2 separate regions of the Danio rerio genome follow, and region 2 is linked to region 1. Evidence: chromatin contacts called from public Hi-C data. All regions are on one chromosome and are shown on one strand. The core of a region is the stretch at or near the end of the contact, and the rest is flanking DNA. Distances in the headings are between cores, read along the strand shown.

Region 1 (6,606 bases), core at 569-3,068:
GGCAGTGAAAGGCTCTTGGCTGTTTGCAAAAGTTCGCCTCTGAGCCCAAGTTTCTGTCCAGCAGGAAACAAACCTGAAGCAAGTCTGCTCTTGCCCTTCCGCTCAAAATACTTTACTCTGTTGTGGCATTGCTACAGGCAAGGAAAACCTGTTCGACATACCAATGCTCTAAAGAGTTCTCTGAAGTAAAAGTAATCTGCTTTAGTGATGTTGTTGACCCAAAAAGTGGACACTTTATACGTTCAGGATGTCGGACGTCAATGCACATGAGAAATACTATAGATAACAATGTTTACTGCACTTAGGCTTCTGAATATTTATAAGTAAATAATTGTGTTTTTTTTTTTTTTTTGCTAAAAATACTAAAATATTTACTGAAATTGTTAAATGTCATTTAAAACTATAATATTATATGATGTATTATATAAATATTATAGGCCTACGCAGAGAGTAAATTAAAATATTAAAGTATTAACTAGCTTTTAATCTCAAGAATGTTGGTGAAGTATTGTTCTGTGTAATTATTAAATTACAGACTTATTGTACGTGGACTTACTGTATTATGTAAAAGAATATATGATCATACTGAATTTGATCATACATTACATTGATTGCTGATTATTGTCAAAGTGGTGGTGAAGTATAAATATTTAAAATGATTAGTATTTTGGTTCTTCGTCTCAAATAGAGTATTTTGATAAGTAAATGGCATCAAATGATATTTGTTTTAATTATGGCAGATCAGTTTTATTTATTTAGTTATTATATAAACTAACATATGGGACAAAAACAAGCAAAAATAACATATAAATTCTACTGCTATTATATAAATATTATAAATTCTATTATCAATTATATCAAAATAATAATAATAAATAAATAAAGCTTTTGTTTATGTGTTTGCATATTATGCATATTTATTTTGTTATATCTAATACTATATATATATATATATATATAATTTTATTTAGTATTTTTTGAGTACACTGTGTATACATTATGCAAATACAGAATTTTATTTATATTTTTAATTGCAATTAACCAATTTTTTACAGTGCTAAAATTCACGTTTTCTATTGATACGTTAATTACAAGTATTTATTGTATGACTGCTTAATGCATATGTGCAATATGCACACATATGTTGCAGAAAATGTTAATTGCGCGATTTAATACTGCAGCCTGTGTCCAGTCATATTTGCGCAATATAAGCAGTTTCACATTTCCACTGTGACATTAGGTTATATTTGAACTCGCATAAGCCCGTGTTACACTCATGACTGATCGGATTATGATTCTGTTGACATGCGTAATTACGCATGGTAATGAATGTACTACGCACGGGCGGGGCGGGGTCGCCTCCAGCTGCGGTGGTCCAAGGCGCTGATGCTGATGGATCCGGCTTGACAGAACAAGGTTATCCGCCAGGAGAGAGTCCGTCCATTTTCTTCAGCATTAGCAGCAGCAGATCCCCGCCCGCCCGCTCGCGCCACGGAGCGCGTCCCCGGGACTCCACGCACGGCAGAGGCGCAGGACGAGCACAGGTTGCCGCGCCCAACATAACGCGGGATGCGACCGACTCCTGCAGCTGGCTGGGATGCAGTGCGCTTCAGAAGCACAAACGCAACTAGCGCTTTCATGTAATGTCGCGTGCATGTGAAAATAAGGCACTTTAAGGACGAGGAACGCAAAGAGAGAATCTAGCCGAGGAGGGTTTGCATCCGTGTGGATGTGTAACAGGAAAAGTCGACTGCATGGATTTAATTAGCTCCCACTGATCGTTCACGTGCGAACTTTTCCCCTCCGACAATGTGAAAGAATATCCCGCATTCGAGTGTTATAGAGTGCACACGGACCCGTTGAAGATGCAGATGCTGCTTTTGAGGACGATCTTTTTCGTTGCGGGATGCCCACATGTTTTGCTGCGCGGGGGAAACCGTAACGCACACACCAAAGAGACGGCCAACGTTACTCTTAGGAGCCTTCACGATGCAAAAGCCAGCGCCACACACCCTGCGAGGCATCAAGCCGCGGGTACACCTGCCTTTGACACTATCAGACAGACTTCAGGAGACAACAGCAACTTGTCTTCGCATCTCTGGCTGCTTCTGGAGAGCAAACAGTATGGATACAGACATCTGCTGTCCAACAGAACACACGCGGTCACGGTGAGTGGCTCGAACCCACAGAAGCGCTTGCGGCGGCATAAAAGGAAAAAGTTGAATGGTGAGATGCCCGCTACCATGGGAACAGTCGCTGGACACAATAACTCTAAGCCGTATTCAATGAGCAAGCGAGAGAGAAACCACAGACGCAAAAGAGGCACAAAGGAGCACCACAAGAAAACCTTCAAGAGCTCGAAAAGGGGCCCGAATAAAAGCGCTCCCCCGCTGACACCAGTCGAAACTTATTATAACGCCCTGACATCCTCTTTAACCATGTGGGAACCGCTTCCCAAACCCCAAGCTCTCACCTCCACCGACTTCCCATTCGATCTCACTGAATTCCACACCAAACCCTTAGACGACCCATGGGACGCCACACCAATGACCCCTCCGTATGCTGAGGATGAGGAGAGCATCTTCTTCCCCAATCCTTTCTACCCGGTCACAAGCGAAACATACGGGGCGTATGCAATCACCATCATCTCCGTGCTTATTTTTGCGGTGGGAATAACCGGGAACATAGCAATAATGTGTGTTGTGTGCCATAACTACTACATGAGGAGTATCTCCAATGCTCTTCTGGCCAACCTCGCCATCTGGGACTTTGCACTGCTCTTGTTTTGCCTGCCCCTCGTGGTGTTTCACCAACTCACAAAGACTTGGCTGCTGGGCCAGTTCACCTGTAAAGTCGTACCATATATCGAGGTAAAGGAATCCATATTCACTCATATCAGGGTTTAATGTTTGTGTTGCAAGCATCAATACTTTTTAAACATCTTTAAGCATATAAAAGTTCTCTTGTGGGATGCATAGAGTTTAATAAACATAATATATTATTAAATATATTATTAACTATTTATTGTTTATAATTTCTACATATAAAATTATATGCATTTGAATTCGGTTTTAACATAGACTAATGCATACAATAAATCCGGTAGGAAACAGGTGGCATGTCTGCACTCTTAAAATAAATAAATAATACTATTTACATAATGCATTTATTCAAATAGCTTAAAATCAGCATGACAGATCAGTCCACTTATAGATTTATGAATGCCTAATTACAAGATATATCTATTCATGTTGTGTACAATTGCACAACATAAATTAAAAATGCATCACAAATGGATAAGAAACAGGAACATTATATCAGAGCATTCTTCAAAATATCTTCTTTTCTAGTTCTACTATTTCATGCACTAATGCATTCAGGAGAATTTGCGTTTCTTGCACTGAAGGGTGAGGTATCGAAACCATGGCATGGTGGGTAATTCTGTCTCTTTTGGAGAGCCGTCAGTGCTCCCTGCATGCAAAAGAGCATCCACCCTGCCCTCAGGACACCTGCACTGGCAGTCTGCTCTGACCTCTGTCCCACTGCCGTCACATACTGTACGGTGCAACCATAACCGTTCACTTGACATGAAATCTGCAGGCACCCCGCTGCCATCCACCACACCCAGTTTCAGCAGAGCTCACTTTACAACCAAACACTGCGCCGCTTTAGTGTCAGAGTAATCGTGGATGGAAATCTTGTCCTGTTGCATCTCACACAAACACATATGCAGATCACATTTCATGACAAAAACTAAAAAAGTTATGCTTTGAGGATTTGTTTTTCTTTTTTTTTGTTGTTGTTGCATTGCCTTGCAGCATTATTTTCATGACTATTAGACACTCACCACAAAAACGTTCATAATTATAATGTTATGCATTTGCATAAACCAAACATCACTCTCCTTTAGTGTCCCCCACCCTCCAAAACAAAAAACTAAAAACAAAAAATCAACAGGAATGCATTAGGAAAAATGCCTGAACCTGATTGAATTGTATTTTTCTGAATTGTTTTCATGAAAATTAGGGATTGACTACAGACATTTACATTATTACAATGTTATTAATTTGCAACAATCAAACATCGCCATTATATGGTACAGATATATCCAGATTACATTTCCCTCAGAAAATCAACAAGACAAGATGTGTTTGCATTTAGAAAAATGCATAAAGCCTGCTTTAATTGTATTTAATTAAATGTTTTTTTTTGCTTTATTGCATTGCTTTGCAACATTATTTGCATGGCAATTAGGCATTGACCATACAAATTTGAATATTACAATGTTATGCATTTGCAACAACGAAACATCACCCTTCTTTAGTGTCAGAATATATCCAGATCACAAGAGATGAAGCATATGCATTAAGAAAAATGCCTAAAAGCCTGATTTAATTGTGTTTTTCTGTATTACAGTGCTTTGTAGCATTATTTTCACGACAATTAGGGATTAACTACAGACATTTTTTTAATAATTACAACGTTATGCATTTGCAACAACTAAACTGTCCAAATATATCCAGATCACCCCTAAAAAAATAATAATAATAAAATAAAAATAAAATATCGATAAGATAAGATAAATACCTGAAGCCTGATTTTATTTCATTACATTTCAACATTATTTTCATGACAATTCGGCATTGACCATGAAAAGTTTAATTATTACAACGTTACGCGTTCACAACAAGTAAACACCACCCTTCTTTGGTGTGCAAATATATCCAGATCACATTTCCCTCCCAAAAAGATAAAAAAAAATCAACAAGAAATTATGCATATGCATTAAGAAAAATGCCTGAAACCTAATTCAATTGTTTATATATGTATATATATATATATATATATATATATATATATATATATATATATATATATATATATATATATATATATATATATATATATACCTTGCCTTGTGACTTTATTTTCATGACGATTAGGGATTGTCCACAAAATGTTTATTATTACAATGTTATGCTTTTGCATCAACCAAACACCACCCTTTTTTAGTGCCCAAATATATCCAGATCACATTTCCCCCAAATATCAACAAGTGATGATGCATATGCATTAGGAAATGCCTGAAACCGGATTTAATTATATTTTGCTTTATTTCATTGCTTTGCAACTTTATTTTCATGACAATTAATGATTGACTGCAAAAAATGTCATTCTTACAATGTTATGCATTTGCAACAACCAAACCTCACCCTTCCTCAGTGTCCAAAATATCCAGATCACCCCCCTGCCACAAAAAATCAACAAGAGATGATGCATATGCATTAAGAAAAATGCCTGAAACCTGATTTAATTGTGTTTTTCTGTATTGCATTGCTTTGTAACATTATTTTCATGACAATTAGGGATTAACTACAGACATTTTTTTAATTATTACAACGTTATGCATTTGCAACAACTAAACATCACCCTTCTTTAGTGTCCAAATATGTCCAGATCACATTTCCCTCCATTAAAAATCAACAAGTGATGATGCATATGCATTAAGAAAAATGCCTGAAACCTGATTTAATTATATTTTGCTTAATTTCATTGCTTTGCAACTTTATTTTCATAACAATTAGGGATTGACTGCAAAAAATGTCATTCTTACAATGTTATGCATTTGCAACAACCAAACCTCACCCTTCTTTAGTGTCCAAAAACATCCAGATCACCCCCTGCCACAAAAAATCAACAAGAGATGATGCATATGCATTAAGAAAAATGCCTGAAACCTGATTTAATTGTGTTTTTCTGTATTGCATTGCTTTGCAACATTATTTTCATGACAATCAGGCCTTGACTACAGAAATGTTCACTATTATAATGTTATGCATTTGCAACAACCAAACATCACCCATATTTAGTGTCCAAATATATCCAGATCACATTTCTCCTAAAAAAATCTACAATAAATAATGCATATGCATTAGGAAAAATGCCTGAAGCCTGATTTAATTGTATTGTTCCTTTATTGCATTGCATTGCAACATTGTTGCCATGACTATTAACTACTGACCCTCTCAAAATTAGCATTTTTGTAATGTGTAATTGTAATTATTTATTCTTTTTGATTCTCATGACAGTGTTTGCTACTGCAACATGGTCATTTGCACACTAATGCAATAATTTAAATGAAACCAGTGTTTAATGATTTTATTTAAATACTGTAAAACAGTTCTAAAAAAAACAACCATGATAAACGAGTACATCACAAATTCCATTTAATTTCACATTAGTGTAGTTAGATTACAGTAGAAGTGATTAATTGTCTTGAAAACAATATCGTAATGCCAAACATCTCGTGCTGGATTCAGATCACACACTAGTTTTCTTAGTTTAGCTGTGTCGGGTTGTGATTTTTAACTCAAGGCAAGAATCATGTCATTGCTTTCCTGACCAATCACTGCTTGTTCTCTTTAATGAGTGATGTCATTGTGATGAATGCAGGGCTATGGCTGTTTCATTGTGCTTGAAAGTGGAAAAGCTTCTGTTGATGCAAATTACAGATGGGACATAACCTAAATGAAAAATTCAATGAAAGCACTTCAGTTGCATTGTTGTGAAGCATCCCAGATGTTGCTCCAGACTACTATTCATGAC
Region 2 (6,942 bases), core at 2,060-4,559, 59 kb after region 1:
TCACAGAAATCAGTCAAGTTATAGTAGTAATAGTTTTTTTTTTTATTCCTTTTTCGTAGTTGTGAGTGGTTATTAAGACATTCATTCATATGAAGGTGCCAATGCTGTTTTAATAATAGTTTTTATAAAGAATACACAAATATACATTTGTCTACACCACGGGTGTCCCAAACTCATTCCTGGAGGTCTTTGGCCTCATGTACGAAGACTTGCTTTGAATTCATACCAAAACAACTACAGTACGTTTGGTGAAGGAGACATCATGGTTTGGGGTTACATTGAGTATGGAGGCATGCGAGAGATCTGCAGAGTGGATGGCAACATCAACAGCCTGAGGTATCAAGACATTTGTGCTGCCCATTACATTACAAACTTCAGGAGAGGGTGAAGATAGCGCTCCAGTTAATCTTTTATTCTGTGGCAAATATCCTTCATGCCACTTTAGTTCAGCTCTAAAATCTATTTTCCTTTTCCGTCTCTGTAGTTATGCGGAGAGAGCAGCCGTCTGTGTGTGTTTGAGAGCCAGAGAGAGCATGAATTAGGTGAGTGTCTGTCTGTGTATAAACCATCATACATCATCTGGCATAAAGCCTGTTACTTTTATTAGTCTGATCCGATATGACGATGATCTCCATGCGCATGTCTGGCACCTATTCAGATATACTCCGGGTTTCTTTCAGATGTTATTTCGTGCTGATGTTGGTCTGGAAAAAAAGCAGGTCAGAGATCGGGATCGTGTTTTGGCAGCGGTTGTGAATGTGCCGTTAAAAACCCCATTGATTGACAGCACATTTTCTAAGATTAGCGCCACTCATTAATCAATTAGTTCCAATCAATTCTCTCCACAGCCACATATTTGCATTATTTATGCACCGGGCACTGCATATTCATAGTCGGTGATAATCTAAGATAATGAGAGCAGCTCTGGCTCATATTTTGGTTTATAATTGGCTTGAATATTTCTGCTACTGCAGGAATTTTTTGGCAAGAGTTTGTAAGGGGGAAACAGATTGTTTAACCAATGAAACTACAAGTAACATCATTACTGTGCTTGAGGTATAATGTTAATATTGCTCAACGAAATCTACTTTTAAGCTGATTCTTGTACAAAAACCGTTTACATACTTTTTTGTTATTAATAGTTACGTTATTGTTCAAATAAATTAATTTGACTTGCTTAAAATTTCACTTTTGCATAAAAATTCATTTTTTTTCATGTTGCAGAGATGAATATATTCATGTTACACCCCTCACAAATCTCTATTTTAAGATTTATATTTTCTATAGTACTAATAGTTTCTATAGTAATAATATGTTTGTGCATATACATTAGATCAAAATCTGGAGCTCATCTAGCAAAATAACATACGATAATGGTTAAAAAATGATAGTACCCCAAATTTATATGTTAGGGGAAAAAATAAACAAAAATTTAAAAGATAGGAAAAATCCATATATATATAAAAATATAATGTATTTGTATATGTAAATAAATTAAAGCAAAAATACTGTATTTACATTTACAGCACCATTTATCTTGCTGTATATGTATTTACAGAAAGTTATGTATATATTTACTGTAAATGATATAGTAATTTTCATAATTCAACTTTAACACACAGTAACATACTGGATAACTGTCTTACCAACAGTAAAATACAGTTCATATTACAGTTAAATACTGTGTAATCTACAAAATTGTTAACAGTGTAAAATTTAGTTGAAATTGTATATTTTTCATTTTCTTAGTTTTTTTTTCAATATATATATTTATATATATGAAATTTACTTGAATTTATTTGTATTATCTTTCTATTTCTAAAGATATTCGATGTCTAAAATATTATTTTAATAAATATATATCTGTTTTTTATTGCAAATATTTTAGGTTTATTTATTTATTTATTTATTTTGCACTGTATTTGCACTTTTTTGCACTGTATTATTTTTTGTACTTCTTTTTTTGTTTAAAATTTTCATTTTTATTTCTCAAAACTTAATTTTCCCATTGCAGTTCTTTATTTTTGTTATCAAAATAAATTTTTATTTCTCAAAAATTAGTTTTTGCTTACCGATTTTTGAAGATTTGCATTTATTTAGTTATTTTTTCTCATTACTTTATTTTTTGTTTGCAAAACATTTTTTTTTTTGCTAGTATATATGGCCCTAGATTGACTCCATAGGATAGGATATCCAAAAATGAACCATTTACTTACATAATTTACTATGTTATTTACTGTTCAAACTTTACTTGTTACAAACCAAGATTCTTTCCTCTGTTGAACACAAAAGAAAGCTTTTTGAAAAGTGTTGGAAACCTGTAACCATTGACTTCCACAGTATTTCTTTTTTTCTACAGCACGTCATGATTTTACCAAGATGTGATCCTGGATTAACATCTATGTTGATCCTAGAACATCATTTTTATTCGAAAATGTAATCCATACCTATTCCCTACCCCTAATCCCAAACATAACTGTAAATTATTCCCAAATCAGAGGGGAATAGTTGGATAACAATCATGTAGAAGTGTACAAAACCTACCATAAGCCTAAACTTAACATAATCCCTTAATTCTGATTGGCTGATTGGCAGGTTGTTCCAGGATCAACATAAATGTTCATCCAGCAACATGTCCTATTTGGTGAAATCAGGTTAGTGTGGAAGTCGATGGTTACAGGTTTTCAACATTCTTCAAAACATCTTCTTTAGTGTTTATCAGAAGAAAGCAACTCATAATGCGTTCTAAACACTTACGGGTGAGTAAATAGAGAGTAATTGTTTTGATTTGTAGTGAACTGTCCTTTTAAGTCTATTCATAATTTAGTGTTTGGTCATCATTTTCAGTCTTTTCTCTGTCTATTTTTTTGCAATTGCACCTTTAAGGCTTTAAATAATGAGCATCTCTGCATCAAACTCTCAAGACTTGTTTTTTCTATTGCATGACCCATTTAGAGACGCACACATGTTCCCCCTGCTGTGAAGAGAGCGCAGGCATGTTAAAGTTAGCAGTCAGTACTAGTCTGCCAGAGGAAGCTGTTTTCATTTGCGTCTGAATGTTCGCAGCTCCCGCTATGTGACATTGGGGAACAGTGACAGCATGGAAGCAGACAGTGTGTGTGTGAGGCTGAATAATTCATGCAGACGGGCAGAGTAAATATTAAGCTAGTTGAGCGATGCATCCTCACACACACACACACACATATAGAAAAACACACACACACACAGTTCGTCCTGCTGCGATCTGGAGAGGCTGCAACTGTGGCATTACTGTCTCCAGCGGAGCCTCAGAAGCAGATGGATGTTCAGAGGGCGTAGATGTGTGTCAGTGGGTCACAGTTTACCCAGTATCCTCGGGGGCATCAATGGAGAGGAACTCTGCCATGCTTTTCTTTTCTTTTTTCTTTTTTTCCTTTTTTTTTTTTTTTTGCATGGGTGATTTCATTAGAGAACAAGCAAAGGTCAGTCTGCAGATTAATGCTTTATGTATTTAGTTAAGAGTCTTGACAAAATATAATATAATATAATATAATATAATATAATATAATATAATATAATATAATATAATATAATATAATATGATACAATATAATATAATATAATATAATAAATATAATATAATATAATATAATATAATATAATATAATATAATATAATATAATATGATATAATATGATATAATATAATATAATATAATATAATATAATATAATATAATATAATATAATATAATATAATAAATATAATATAATATAACATAATATAATATAATATGATATAATATAATATAATATAATATAATATAATATAATATAATATAATATAATATAATATAATATAATAAATATAATATAATATAAAATAATATAATATAATATCATATAATATAATAAATATAATTTAATATAATAAATATAATATAATAAATATAATATAATATAATATAATATAATATAATATAATATAATATAATATAATATAATATAATATAATAAATATAATATAACATAATATAATATAATATAATATAATATAATATAATATAATATAATATAATAAAATATAATATAATATAATATAATATAATATAATATAATATAATATAATATAATAAATATAATATAATATTATATAATATTATATAATATAATATTAGTGATGTCAAACAATTAATCGTGATTTATCCAATCAATAAATTAAATTTCATATTTACAAAATAGATTGTATATTTTTGTTGTATACAAACATACATAGAGTCAATAAGAAGCTGTGAATAAGAAGCTGGATTCAGCCTCGTCCCTCCTTATCGCAAACACAACAGCAGTCTGGTGAGGAATCTCTTTAGACGGATGACATTTCATGCCACGTTCAGCCTTAAAATGTGGGCAAAATTTGCTGTTTTGTCATCACCTTAAGGGGGTCACACACCAGAAGCGCTGCTTCAAATTACGCTATAGAGAATCATTCAAATACTAGCTATAAAGTGACACTGGTGAATTAGTAACGCTTCTGCTGTTCTGACGCCAGCTGCAGATGTGAATGAATGGCGGAAGAAAGTAGTTCCTAATAGAAAACGGTTTTAAACTCTCTGTGTTTGATTTTCTTTTTTATGTACAAGATTGTGCCGTCGAACTGTTGTATAAACGCAATATCACATGAGTAGCAGTGTGCTATGGCTGTATATTAGCAATGGTGGGGCACTAAGGCACCCGGTCTGCTGCCTTATGCCAATGCACACCCCCCACCATATATATATGTATATAAGGGTGAAGAGGAGGTACAGTGCTAATATTGCAGAATATCGCATGGCTATCAGCCAATCAGATTCAATAGAACTGATGTATATATATATATATGGTTATACGCAAAACAACATATCTAGGTATGCCCTAAAAAATGTATATCAAACATTTTAATTAAAAATAAAAATAAATAAATACGATTAAGATTAAAACTATGTTTTAAATCAGTTAGTTAACTGTGTGAACATGACTCTGCATCTTCTGAGATTCATTTATAAATACTCTTTCAAACACAAAGGCAGTAGTTTTAGCATCAGGATAATAATTCTGTGCATAAGCTCTTGTTCATGTTCAGATTGTGTTTTAAAACCTGTGGAGAGGAGCCTCCCTTTCGGAGGTGTAAATCTTTTAATATGCAAATCCTAATTGGACTGTTCTGATTCACTTCGGCCCAGTGACCTCGACGCAGGGGAGCCTCCCAAGCTGCGACATTACCCAGCATTCTCTGCTCAGCCATGCACACACACACACACACACACACATGGTAATGCACTTGTTAGAGCAGAACTTTCTCTGGCAACCGTCTGATCTCCAGCTAAGCCATCCATCCGTGAATATGATTTCGCATACAGTATGGTCACAATATCTGAAGAGCTTTTTTGATTCACTTGACGAATGTTTTGTGTTTGTATCGCAGTGGAGGGCTTTAATATTTGATTTTTTTTTTGTGGGTCTGACAGTGATTCTCGTATTTTAATGGTTTAACATGAAGGCAGTTTTGATTCTAGGCAGGTGACGAGTGATGTTTGTCCTTCTGCAGTCAATCAATCGGGAAGAGAGATCTGGGATTTGGAGATGGAGGAAGATGCCTCACGCTTCAGTGATTCGACACATCAATCTCAGAGGATCAGGAATTGAGAGTTAAGAAGCATCTCACAAACATTTTCATTCCCTCATCTTGCATTTTTAAGAGTGAATCAATCCATTTATGTTGACAAGAATATCAGAGATACTCTTTTAATCAGGCAGCAAGCCTCAACCAATCAGCACACCCTAGCAACCACATACAGCAACCACACAGCAACATCATCAAACACCCTAGCAACCACATACAGCACCATTCTAAAAACATCTGTGATCACACTAGCAACCACGTAGCAACGTTCTTAAACAACCTAGCAACCACATAGAAACATTCTTAAACATCTTATCAACCACATACAGCTACCACATAGCAACATCCCTAGCAACCACTTAACAACATTCTTAAACATCCTAGCATCCAAATAAATATTATTAACCACCCTAACAACCACATACAGCAAACACATACTGTAGCAACATTATCACACATCCTAGCAACCACATTGCAACGTTTTTAAACATCCTAGCAACTGCATACAGCAACATTCTAAAACATATGTGAACACCCTAGCAACCATATAACAACATTTTTAAACATACTAGCAACCACATACAGCAACATTCTAAAACATATGTGATCATCCTAGCAACCACATAGCAACATTCCTAAACATCCTAGCAACCACATAGAAACATTCTTAGACACCCTATCAACCACATACAGCAACAATCTAAAACATCTGAGATCACCCTAGCAACCACATAATAACACTTTTTAAACACCCTAGCAACCACATACAACAACAACTTAGCATAATTGTTAAACACCCTAGCAACCACATACAGCAACATTCTAAAGCATATGTGAACACCCTAGCTACCACATAATAACATTATTAAACATCCTAGCAACCACATAGAAACATTCTTAAACATCCTAGCAACCACATACAGCAACATTCTAAAAACCTATGTGAACACCTTAGCAACCACGTACAGCAACATTCTAAAACATAAGTGAACACCCTAGCAACCGCATAGCAGAAACATTCTGAAACATCCTAGCAACCACATATAGCAGCATTCCAAAACATATGTGAACACCCTAGCAACCACATAACAACATTCTTAAACATCCTAGCAACCAAAAGCACCAATCCACAACACATATGAACACCCTAGCAACCACATAACAACATTTTTAAACATACTAGCAACCACATACAGCAACATTCTAAGACATATGTGAATGCCCGAGCAACCACATAACGGAAACATTCTTAAACATCCTAGTGACCACAAAGCAACATTCTAAAACATCTGTGTACACCCTAGCA

The links. A called contact is a pair of places that touch in the nucleus more often than the background predicts.
Region 2: a Hi-C map of embryo shows a contact between it and region 1, with 2.5 times the contacts expected there. The contact joins the enhancer-like site here to the promoter of gpr37b in region 1. A contact is called at or near these places in 2 of 18 Hi-C or Micro-C datasets (embryo and skeletal muscle).

The regions. Positions count from the first base shown.
Region 1 is chr4:4,336,503-4,343,108 of GRCz12tu, forward strand. gpr37b (G protein-coupled receptor 37b) reads left to right here and starts at 1,819. Exons shown (of 2, transcript NM_001144049.1): 1 at 1,819-2,870. The coding sequence starts at 1,866.
Region 2 is chr4:4,393,887-4,400,828 of GRCz12tu, forward strand. It overlaps a transcript of waslb not described here. Among named protein-coding and RNA genes, the nearest start is that of tmem229a, 18 kb to the right of the region's middle. Within about 2 kb of position 3,310, at least 3 of the 62 cell types and tissues checked have an H3K27ac peak or open chromatin away from gene starts, as enhancers often do.